3 separate regions of the Mus musculus genome follow, and regions 1 and 2 are each linked to region 3. Evidence: chromatin contacts called from public promoter capture Hi-C data. All regions are on one chromosome and are shown on one strand. Each heading gives the region's core, a stretch centred on a gene start, on an enhancer-like site or on the middle of the called end of the contact. The rest is flanking DNA. Distances are from core to core; before and after follow the strand shown.

Evidence for each region. Promoter capture Hi-C pulls out the DNA fragments that hold promoters and counts their contacts.
Region 1: a contact with region 3 is called in a promoter capture Hi-C map of pre-B cells. The contact joins the promoter of Usp45 here to the promoter of Ripk2 in region 3. A contact is called at or near these places in 3 of 39 promoter capture datasets (cranial neural crest, liver and pre-B cells) and 3 of 484 Hi-C or Micro-C datasets (CD4 T cells and CD8 T cells).
Region 2: a contact with region 3 is called in a promoter capture Hi-C map of pre-B cells, with 3 times the contacts expected there. The contact joins the promoter of 2610301B20Rik here to the promoter of Ripk2 in region 3. A contact is called at or near these places in 1 of 39 promoter capture datasets (pre-B cells) and 2 of 484 Hi-C or Micro-C datasets (B cells and CD8 T cells).

The regions. Positions count from the first base shown.
Region 1 is chr4:21,774,677-21,777,575 of GRCm38.p6, reverse strand. Usp45 (ubiquitin specific petidase 45) reads right to left here and starts at 1,306. Exons shown (of 18, transcript NM_152825.2): 1 at 1,259-1,306.
Region 2 is chr4:10,873,212-10,875,911 of GRCm38.p6, reverse strand. 2610301B20Rik (RIKEN cDNA 2610301B20 gene) reads right to left here and starts at 1,414. Exons shown (of 6, transcript NM_026005.3): 1 at 1,140-1,414. The coding sequence starts at 1,297. n-TSaga9 (a tRNA gene) reads right to left here and starts at 1,848; the gene lies at 1,767-1,848.
Region 3 is chr4:16,162,172-16,164,897 of GRCm38.p6, reverse strand. It overlaps Ripk2 (receptor (TNFRSF)-interacting serine-threonine kinase 2), which reads left to right and starts at 1,255. Exons shown (of 11, transcript NM_138952.4): 1 at 1,255-1,674. The coding sequence starts at 1,502. A530072M11Rik (RIKEN cDNA gene A530072M11) reads right to left here and starts at 788. Exons shown (of 7, transcript NR_045765.2): 1 at 707-788.

The DNA.
Region 1 (2,899 bases), core at 57-2,556, 5.6 Mb before region 3:
ATGAACACTCAACCCGACTAGACTGGAAAAGGGTACTTTGCCCATAACTTCCATAAAGTCTCTCTCTTCAGGTGGGTAAGACAAGGACTAAGCAGCAACATGAATCTGGGTTCAGGGGAACCCATTAGAGACTTGGAGCACAGAAACTGTATGGTAACTGGTCATTTTGGCATGAAACATAATGCTGAGTATAGAACAATTACTACTACATCAGAACATGCCCAAACTCCAAGTTTTAAGATGCCAAACAAGGGCCAATGTTGCAGGCAGAGCCATCAAAGGACAGAAGTTTCAGGCCTGACTTCACCACAAACATGTTCTGGCTTTTTCTTTCTTTCTTTTTTTTTTTTTTTTTTGAGGTTTTGCAAACATCAAACGTTACAGCTTTCTTTTAAAACATAAATCTATTGATGTATTTTATATGTATGGCTGTGCACGTGTTTAGTGTTTCGATTTGCATTAGTGAGGTCAGAGTAGCTTCTCTCTTTCACCTCGTGGGTCCAGGAGATTGAACCATCAGGTTTGGCGACCTGCTGAGACGTCAACTTCAGCTTTTAATTTAAATATTATCTAGCACTTGCGTTACCTCTAACAAAGGATGTACGGCTAACGCAATTAATATCACACTTTTCAACTGGCTACAAGCTTCCCTTGTCAAATTGGTTTTTGTTTTGATTTTTTTTTAAGTTTTGGGCTGCTATTCTCCAGCGTGAGAAGAGGAAATGCAAACATCTTCCTTTTAGATACCCGGGCTCAAAACACTCAATTCTATGAACCTCTTACAAGCACTTTGAGATACGTCACTATCATCATCCTTAATTTACACTTGGAACTGGATAGAGGTAAAGTGACTTGCAGAAGTCCGGGAGCCGGACGTGGGCTCAGGTATAGGATCGACCCCTAACCTAATATTTGGCGTCGCCAAAAAGCTGTGTCTAGGCTCTTCGTCAGGCCATGAATGCACCCCAAGTTAGCAGAGCGGGATGTGCTGCGAGGGGAGACCCCGAGGGGACAAGCGGACGCTGCATGCCCGGGTCACCAAAAAGACGAGACTCGGCCTGGCTCCCTCCCCGACCCCGGCTCTTCCCCCCTGCCGCCAGCACTCGGCCCGGGAGGCCGCCTGGTGCCTTTGTGAATCTGGACGCGAGGGTAGGCTAGGAAACCTCTCTTTCTAGGCTGGTTGACGTACAGGAAGGTCTCGTCGCCCAAGCGAAGACACAGTGGTTACAGTGACCCCAAAGCCTGGGCCCCAACTCACCCCGCCCGCCGGGCCGCAGCTTCCACACGCAGGAGCTTCTGCGCCTGTGCAGAGGGGAACCCGGAGAAGGCGGGGCTTGGCGTCCTGGGCGGGGGCGAGGGCGGGGTCTGGTGTTCTGGGTGGGCCGAAGGCGGGACTTTGAGTCCAGACCCAGATCTGGGTTTTCCTTTGGCGGCTTGGAGGTTGGAGCATGGTGGAGGAGTGTAGATGGGATGAGGGGATGGCGCCCTGCAGCCAACTGATTACAGTGCCAGCCACGGGGCCTGGATGCAGGCGCTGGCTTTAGTGAGCTGCGTCCCACTTGCTGGGTGCCTTTTAAGACAGCTTCCCTTGTTCCATCACCCAACTCGGAACCTAAAGTCGCATCTGAGATTCACTCTATATGATTTTAACGTTTTATTTCACGTGGTTCTCACTTCTGAACTAGATTGTACATCACACCTGTAATTCTGCTCAATCCGATCATCTGTTACAACAATGTACACCTTGCTTTTGAGTAAAAACAGTTGGTTTGAAATTTTGTTGTGGGGCTGGAGAGATGACTCAGTGGTTAAGAACACTGACTACTCATCCTGAGATCCTCAGTTCAATTCCCAGCAACCACATGGTGTCTCAGAACCATCTGTAATGGGATCCGATACCCTCTTCCTGTTACAAAAAATAAAAAAATTTAAAAAACAAAAAATAATTTCTTGCAAGCACTAGTTGATGAGCCACAGTCTTTCACAAGGGACAAGTTGTGACCTAATGGATCGTGTGCTGGGGTTGGAGTTTAAAAGAGTTCAGTTAAGAACCAAAAGCTGACTGGGTTTGTTGTTGTGGTTTGTTGTTTCCACTTTTTTTTTTTTTTTTAACTTAAAAATCTAATTCATTTCCATGGGGAAACTTGGCAAAGGAGAGAACTCTTCCTTTATGTTGTTTATAGGAACCATTCATTAGACAAATGCAGTGGAATACAAGCATGCTGGTCAAGATACTAGGTATGGGGTACATAATTGTCTTTTAGAAGGTCATTTTCTTCCAGGGAAAAAAAGAAATGCTGCATCTGTAAGAACAGTTTGGGTTATGATATAATTCCAAAGTCTATATACAAATTTCAAATTTGTCTGTATAAATATCAAGTTTCATATGTTAGTATTGAATTTGAAATAGACTATGTAAAAGATGCAAAAATTTGCATCCTAAATTGTGTCAGGTTTTTGTTTTTTGTTTTTTTCTGGTTTTTCTTTCTTTTTTTTTTTATTAGATCTTTTCTTTATATATATTTCAAATTTCAAATGCTATCCGGAAAGTTCCCTATACCCCCCACCCCGCCCTGCTCCTCTACCCACCCACTCCCACTTCTTGGCCCTGGCATACCATTGTACTGGGGCATATAAAGTTTGCAATACCAAGGGGCCTCTATTCCCAGTGATGGCCGACTAGGTCATCTTCTGCTACATATGCAGCTAGAGACATGAGCTCTGGGGGTACTGTTTAGTTGATATTGTTGTTCCACCTATAGGGTTGCAGACCCCTTCAGCTCCTTTGGTGCTTTCTCTAGCTTCTCCACTGGGGCCCCTGTGTTCCTTCTTATAGATGACTGTGGGTTTCTCTGTATAGCCCTGGCTGTCTTGGAACTCACTCTGTAGACCAGGCTGG
Region 2 (2,700 bases), core at 165-2,664, 5.3 Mb after region 3:
AAGTTAAGCCATGCAACCAGCAGGTGGTCTGTTCATAAACTCACAAATGATTTCCTTTGGCTTAGTGTAAAACTTCAGTGATGGCATTCCATACCAGAAAGGAACTGTATTTAAAACTTGGCTTAGGGTATTTGCTGTTGTTTTTTGCACAACTTCTAATCATTGTCCCTGATAAAAAGTTTAACACAAGTGATAACAGTTGTGATTCACTTTAGGCATTATAAATGTGCTAAGGTGGGGGCAGGGAGAGGAGGGTGTGGGTGGAGTCTGGTAGTCAGACACAGGCAGGAAAGATCACATGGCTGGGGAGAAGCCACAGAAATGGCCATCCTTTCAGTGTGGAGACAGTCTAAGCTTCTTTATGTTGGTTCCAAGATGAAAAGGCCTGACAAATTCTCTCCAACCACAAAGGAACAAAACCAAGCCAAACACAAAGCAAACACTGCAAAGTAATACCTTATACATTAATGGAAGAAACACCAGCCTTTCCCCCAATGGTCTAGGCAAGCGGCAGGTCCTAGCAGGAGTTATTACTGAGCCTAAGATCTCACTTTAAAGGATAATGCAACGACGCCTGCTTTTTATTGTTGTTGTTCAAATCCCCAAAGATTTAAGTGTCTTTAAACTTCGACCTGGATATAATAGGACATTTGCTGGGTCCCTTAACTTTGGAGACACGGGGAATGGCAGGCAACTGGGCAATTTATTTAATTCAGATATTTGCAATGGATACTCTTAATAATTAAATATACTCTCATCTAACTCCTCGAGCTTAAACAAATCAGACAATAAAATGGTCTTCTAACAGCTGGCCTACCGGTTCCCTAAGGGTTGCCTGGTAACGGCGTGAGAGGCACGACATTTGCAGTCAGGGCCCCTCGCCGATGAGAACGCTGTGGGTCTGGTCAGCGTGGCCCTGTCGTGTCTCAGGGGAGGGACACCCCGATCCACGTCAGGTTAGGGCTGTCAGGTAGGGTCTCAGCTCCCTCAGGCTCGCCCAGGGGCGGGGTCTGAGCCGTGACCCGAGGGCCGTCGAGGGCTAGGACAGTAGCCCAGGCCGCGGGGGCGCGCGGCGGCGGAGGCCGGCTTAGGCGCCCCGAGCAGGGCTGTAGCAGAACCGTCCACCCGCCTGCGTTAACCTGAGAGTTTCTTTCTCCTGGGCTCCGTTCCGGTCGCCGCTGTGCGAGCCGCCGCCGCCGTCGCCTTTGGGCCGCTCACCCAGGTCCAGCCTCAAGGGGTCGAGTCTGCAGAACTTGGTCTCGACTTCATCCAGAAGTTCGTCCAGGTCCTTCGCCATCTTGAACAGACGCGTCTTTCTCTCCCGAGCCTCGCTGGCCGGTGGTTTCCACGGCAACGCGAGAAACCGACGCGCCCGGGAGCGGGTTCCCCACAACCTTCCGCGCCTGCGCAAACCTCCGGGCGACTCGGGGGGCGCGCGCGCTGCCGCGGCGCTGACGGGCGCGCACTCGCGGTGGCAGGGGGTCCCGAGGCCCGGGGACCCGCTGAGGCCGGCCGCCGCGGATGTTGTCGGTGGGTCCTGCGTGCCCGGAGCGCTTCCCTTGCCGTCCACGCAGCCTGTGGGCCCGCTTTGCCCTTCACCTCTCCCGCTCCGCTCCGGCGCCTGATCACAAACAGTCTCTCTTTCCACCCCAACAGCCTCTCTTTCCACCCCGTGGCGACCCCTGGTCGCTTTGGCAGGCTGTATGTTTCATCGGGGAATCTGCAGATCCAAAATTATTCATTCGGTGGCAAAAAACATTCCCTTCCGTAGTCGGCAGGATTCGAACCTGCGCGGGGAGACCCCAATGGATTTCTAGTCCATCGCCTTAACCACTCGGCCACGACTACTGGTGATGCTAATTTTGGCAGGAAGATTCTATGTAGACTCTGCATTGGAAACTTATGCCGCACTCAAGCTGGCTTGGATCGGAGTGAAAAAGCTTAAGCACATTCGAACATTGTGCTTTGAAGAATTCTGCCCCTCTTTTCTGTGACATAAAAGTGTTGGAGCTGAGTCTTCAAAGCTAGAGTGGGGGGTGGGGGGGGGGGTGCGGTCGAGAGGAGAAAGGGAGGGAGAGAAGCGAGAGAGGGGCCCCGGCTACTTTCTTATTGATAGAGGCATTTGCAGTAGAGAGACTGGAATTGCAGGACCTCTGGCCAGCCTCCCAGCTTCCCCGCACACTTCTAGTTTTCCTTTGACAAGCAGCTCCTAGACCGTTTTTCTCTCATTACCAATAAAATAGTGATTCCTATCAATTTATGAATCGCAAGACTGTCTCACCAGGATATGAAGCACTACTTTGAAAAAGAATATAAACCACGGTGCAAAACCCAAAACAAAATAAAGCAAAACAAACAAAACAAGCCCCCACAGTATTTTCAATTCTTATGGTTTGAGCAGGCAGTCATATCTATATAGCCTGGGCTAGCCTTAGAACTTGAGGTCTCTCCTACCTCAGCCTCCCTGGAGTCGGTTTGTAACACAGACCTAGATCACAGCACCGCTTCATGAACATAGCGAGCACATTGCATTTCTAAAGTTGTATTAGCCAAGAAGTCGGCACTCTGAGTTCGGCAGACATCTGAGCCAGGTGATTTGTTAGTTTCATTTACTTAATTCGTTCAAAATAGTTTTAAATTTCCCGAGGAGCAACATGTAACGGTGCGCAATATAAAAATGGTAGGTAACAGCTCACCAGA
Region 3 (2,726 bases), core at 6-2,505:
CTAGATTCGAGTACTGATAACAAACCTCAGATCCTCTGGAAGAACAAGCCCTCTTAACGGCTTACCCATGACTCCAGCCCAAGAAAACATAATCTTAGAATGTAGACTTGTAAAAAACTATTAAGAACTAGAGTATAGGGAAGGAAATGTCGGTGTTATATATATTACACTAATAATATAAGGGACAATTACAGATTGTAGTATCCTGGTGCGTGTAGGATCGTGGAACTATATCGCTCACAAATATGAGATATTTGCGCCAAACATCGTACTGAACAGTTATCTAAGTAGAAAGGTGTTTACAGTAAAAAGATGAAATAGTGCTGGATTTTGGTTGTTTGGTTTTGTTTGTTTTTGCCTTTGTTTTTCTTTTTGGATGGAAGACTTCCCAAACACAAGAAATGGTTTTATATTTCTATTTGTGAGTAGGCTTTGAGGAATAAAAGAAGAAACCGTTTCCTGGTAAGGGAGCAAGTCATATAAGCTAAACACCTCAATTTGTCACACTGACAGCGCTAGCCTCTCTACCTCACTTCTCACAAGTGGCAGCCACTGAGTAAAGACTGGAGTGGAAGCAACCAGATGGTTTACAGCTCAGGAAGTGGGGCACCAGGCTCCCCAGCAGTAGTCACCCCACACCCTATCACGTCCAGGGTTTGGAGTCTAAGGAAGACACTCGGGCCAAAGGAAAATCCAGCCGACCCACCTGACACCAGACTGGAGAACTCCGGAGGGATTTTCCCCGGAGGAAATCTTTTCCAAGCCTCAGCGATGTCCACCCGGCTTGTGGGGGGAGGGAGGCCTCTGAGACACGCCCATGATCTGCAGAGGGAGGAGCCGGCAGAGGGAGGAGCCCGCAGAGAGGGGAGCTTGCAGAGGGAGGAGCCGGCAGAGGGAGGAGCCCGCAAAGATGGGAGATTACAGAGGGAGGGGCCGGCGGAAGGAGGAGCCAGAGGACAGAAGAGCGGGCGGAGGAGGAGCCGGCGGAGGGAGGAGCTGGGGGAGGGCGGAGCCGACGGAGGGAGGAGCTGGCAGAAGGAGGAGCCGGCGGAGGGCGGAGCCGGCGGAGGGAGGAGCTGGCAGAGGGAGGAGCCGGCGGAGGGAGGAGCTGGCAGAGGGAGGAGCTCACAGAGAGAGGAGATTGCAGAGGGAGGAGCCGGCAGAGGGAGGAGACCGCGGAGGGAGGAGCCGGCGGAGGGAGGAGCCGGCGGAGGGAGGAGCCGGCGGAGGGAGGAGCCGGCGGAGGGAGAAGCCAGGGGTAGGAGGCAGGGGCTGAGGAGTTGGTGAAGGTAGGAGCCCGCCCAGGGAGGGCCGGCGGAGGGAGGAGCCCGCCGAGTCCAGGAGGAGGGAGGAGGACGGTCCACCCCGGCGCGGCCGCAGACCCGACGGGCTCCCTGGCACAGCTGACCGGGCCGGAACTGCAGCGGCCACGCGGGAATGGGCCGCCCCGGGACCTAGCGCCGCGGCCAGGGTCGGGCGGAGCCGCCGCGCAGCCGGAGCCATGAACGGGGACGCCATCTGCAGCGCGCTACCCCCCATCCCGTACCACAAGCTCGCCGACCTGCACTACCTCAGCCGGGGCGCCTCTGGCACGGTCTCGTCGGCACGACACGCAGACTGGCGCGTGCGGGTGGCAGTGAAGCACCTACACATCCACACGCCGCTGCTCGACAGGTAGGGCGCCGGCGCGGGGCCCCACACAGACGCGGGCTGGGTGGTCCACAGACCGGCCGCACTATGGCGATGCGCCGGCTCCGCCGCGGCGAGTCCTTAAGTCCTTGGGCTAACCTGATCCAAGGGAGAAACCATCCTGGACGTGCGTCAGACTTTGCAACTCGCCCTGCCTCTCCTCCCACCCGAGGTGTTCCCACTCTCCAAAAACCTGCAATCACGGCCACCTCTAAAACCCTGTTTATTGAACCCGACGTGTGTTGGTACAGTGCTTGTGGGCTTTGCTTTGTTTTAGCTAGCTGTTAGCGGTAAGAGCTGTGGAACTCTAAAAACTGCTCTTGGAAATGAAGTACGCAGTGACTGCAAAATACACACCGGAGTTTGAGCATTTAGCACTAAAAAGAAAAATAATAATACTATACCGGTGTTTTTATATTGATTAAACGTCAAAATATTTTTCTAGGGTTTTATGTGTGTTTCACTCCTGCTCCTGAGCCTGCATATTATGGCTTGGTTTGGTTTGATTTGGTTGGTTTTGTTTTCTTTGTGGTTTATTACGTGCCCTCATGAAGTTCAGTTATCAAATTCTACATTACCAGTTGTTATTCGAGCTCTTGCCTTGGAAGTCCCCAAAGGAAGTGTGCAATGTTTTTTGTAACAGTAAAATGAATCAAAAGCTATTAAATGGTCAAAATTTGTGAAGAATAAAAGTTTTGACCATCCCTTGCCCTGGTATTATTTGTGTCCAGCTCCCACATATTCAGAAGAAAGAAAAAAAAAAAGCGTTGGTTTCTGTTTCTAGGAAAACATTACAACTAAATACCATAGATCTGTGGCTGTATGTGTTAGTCAATGGATCTAGTCAGAACTCTTGTGTGTTTCACTTCCATCAGAAATTGAACTAGACCTTCATTCAGTTCTTAGTGCACTTGCTAACCTTGGTGGCTACAGGCCTCTTCTCCTGCTGGATCTAGTGTGAAAATACAGAGATCATAGCGGCCCTATTGGTCAGAGGCTGTTAACCCTGGGTATCAGGTCAGATACAGCATCAGATA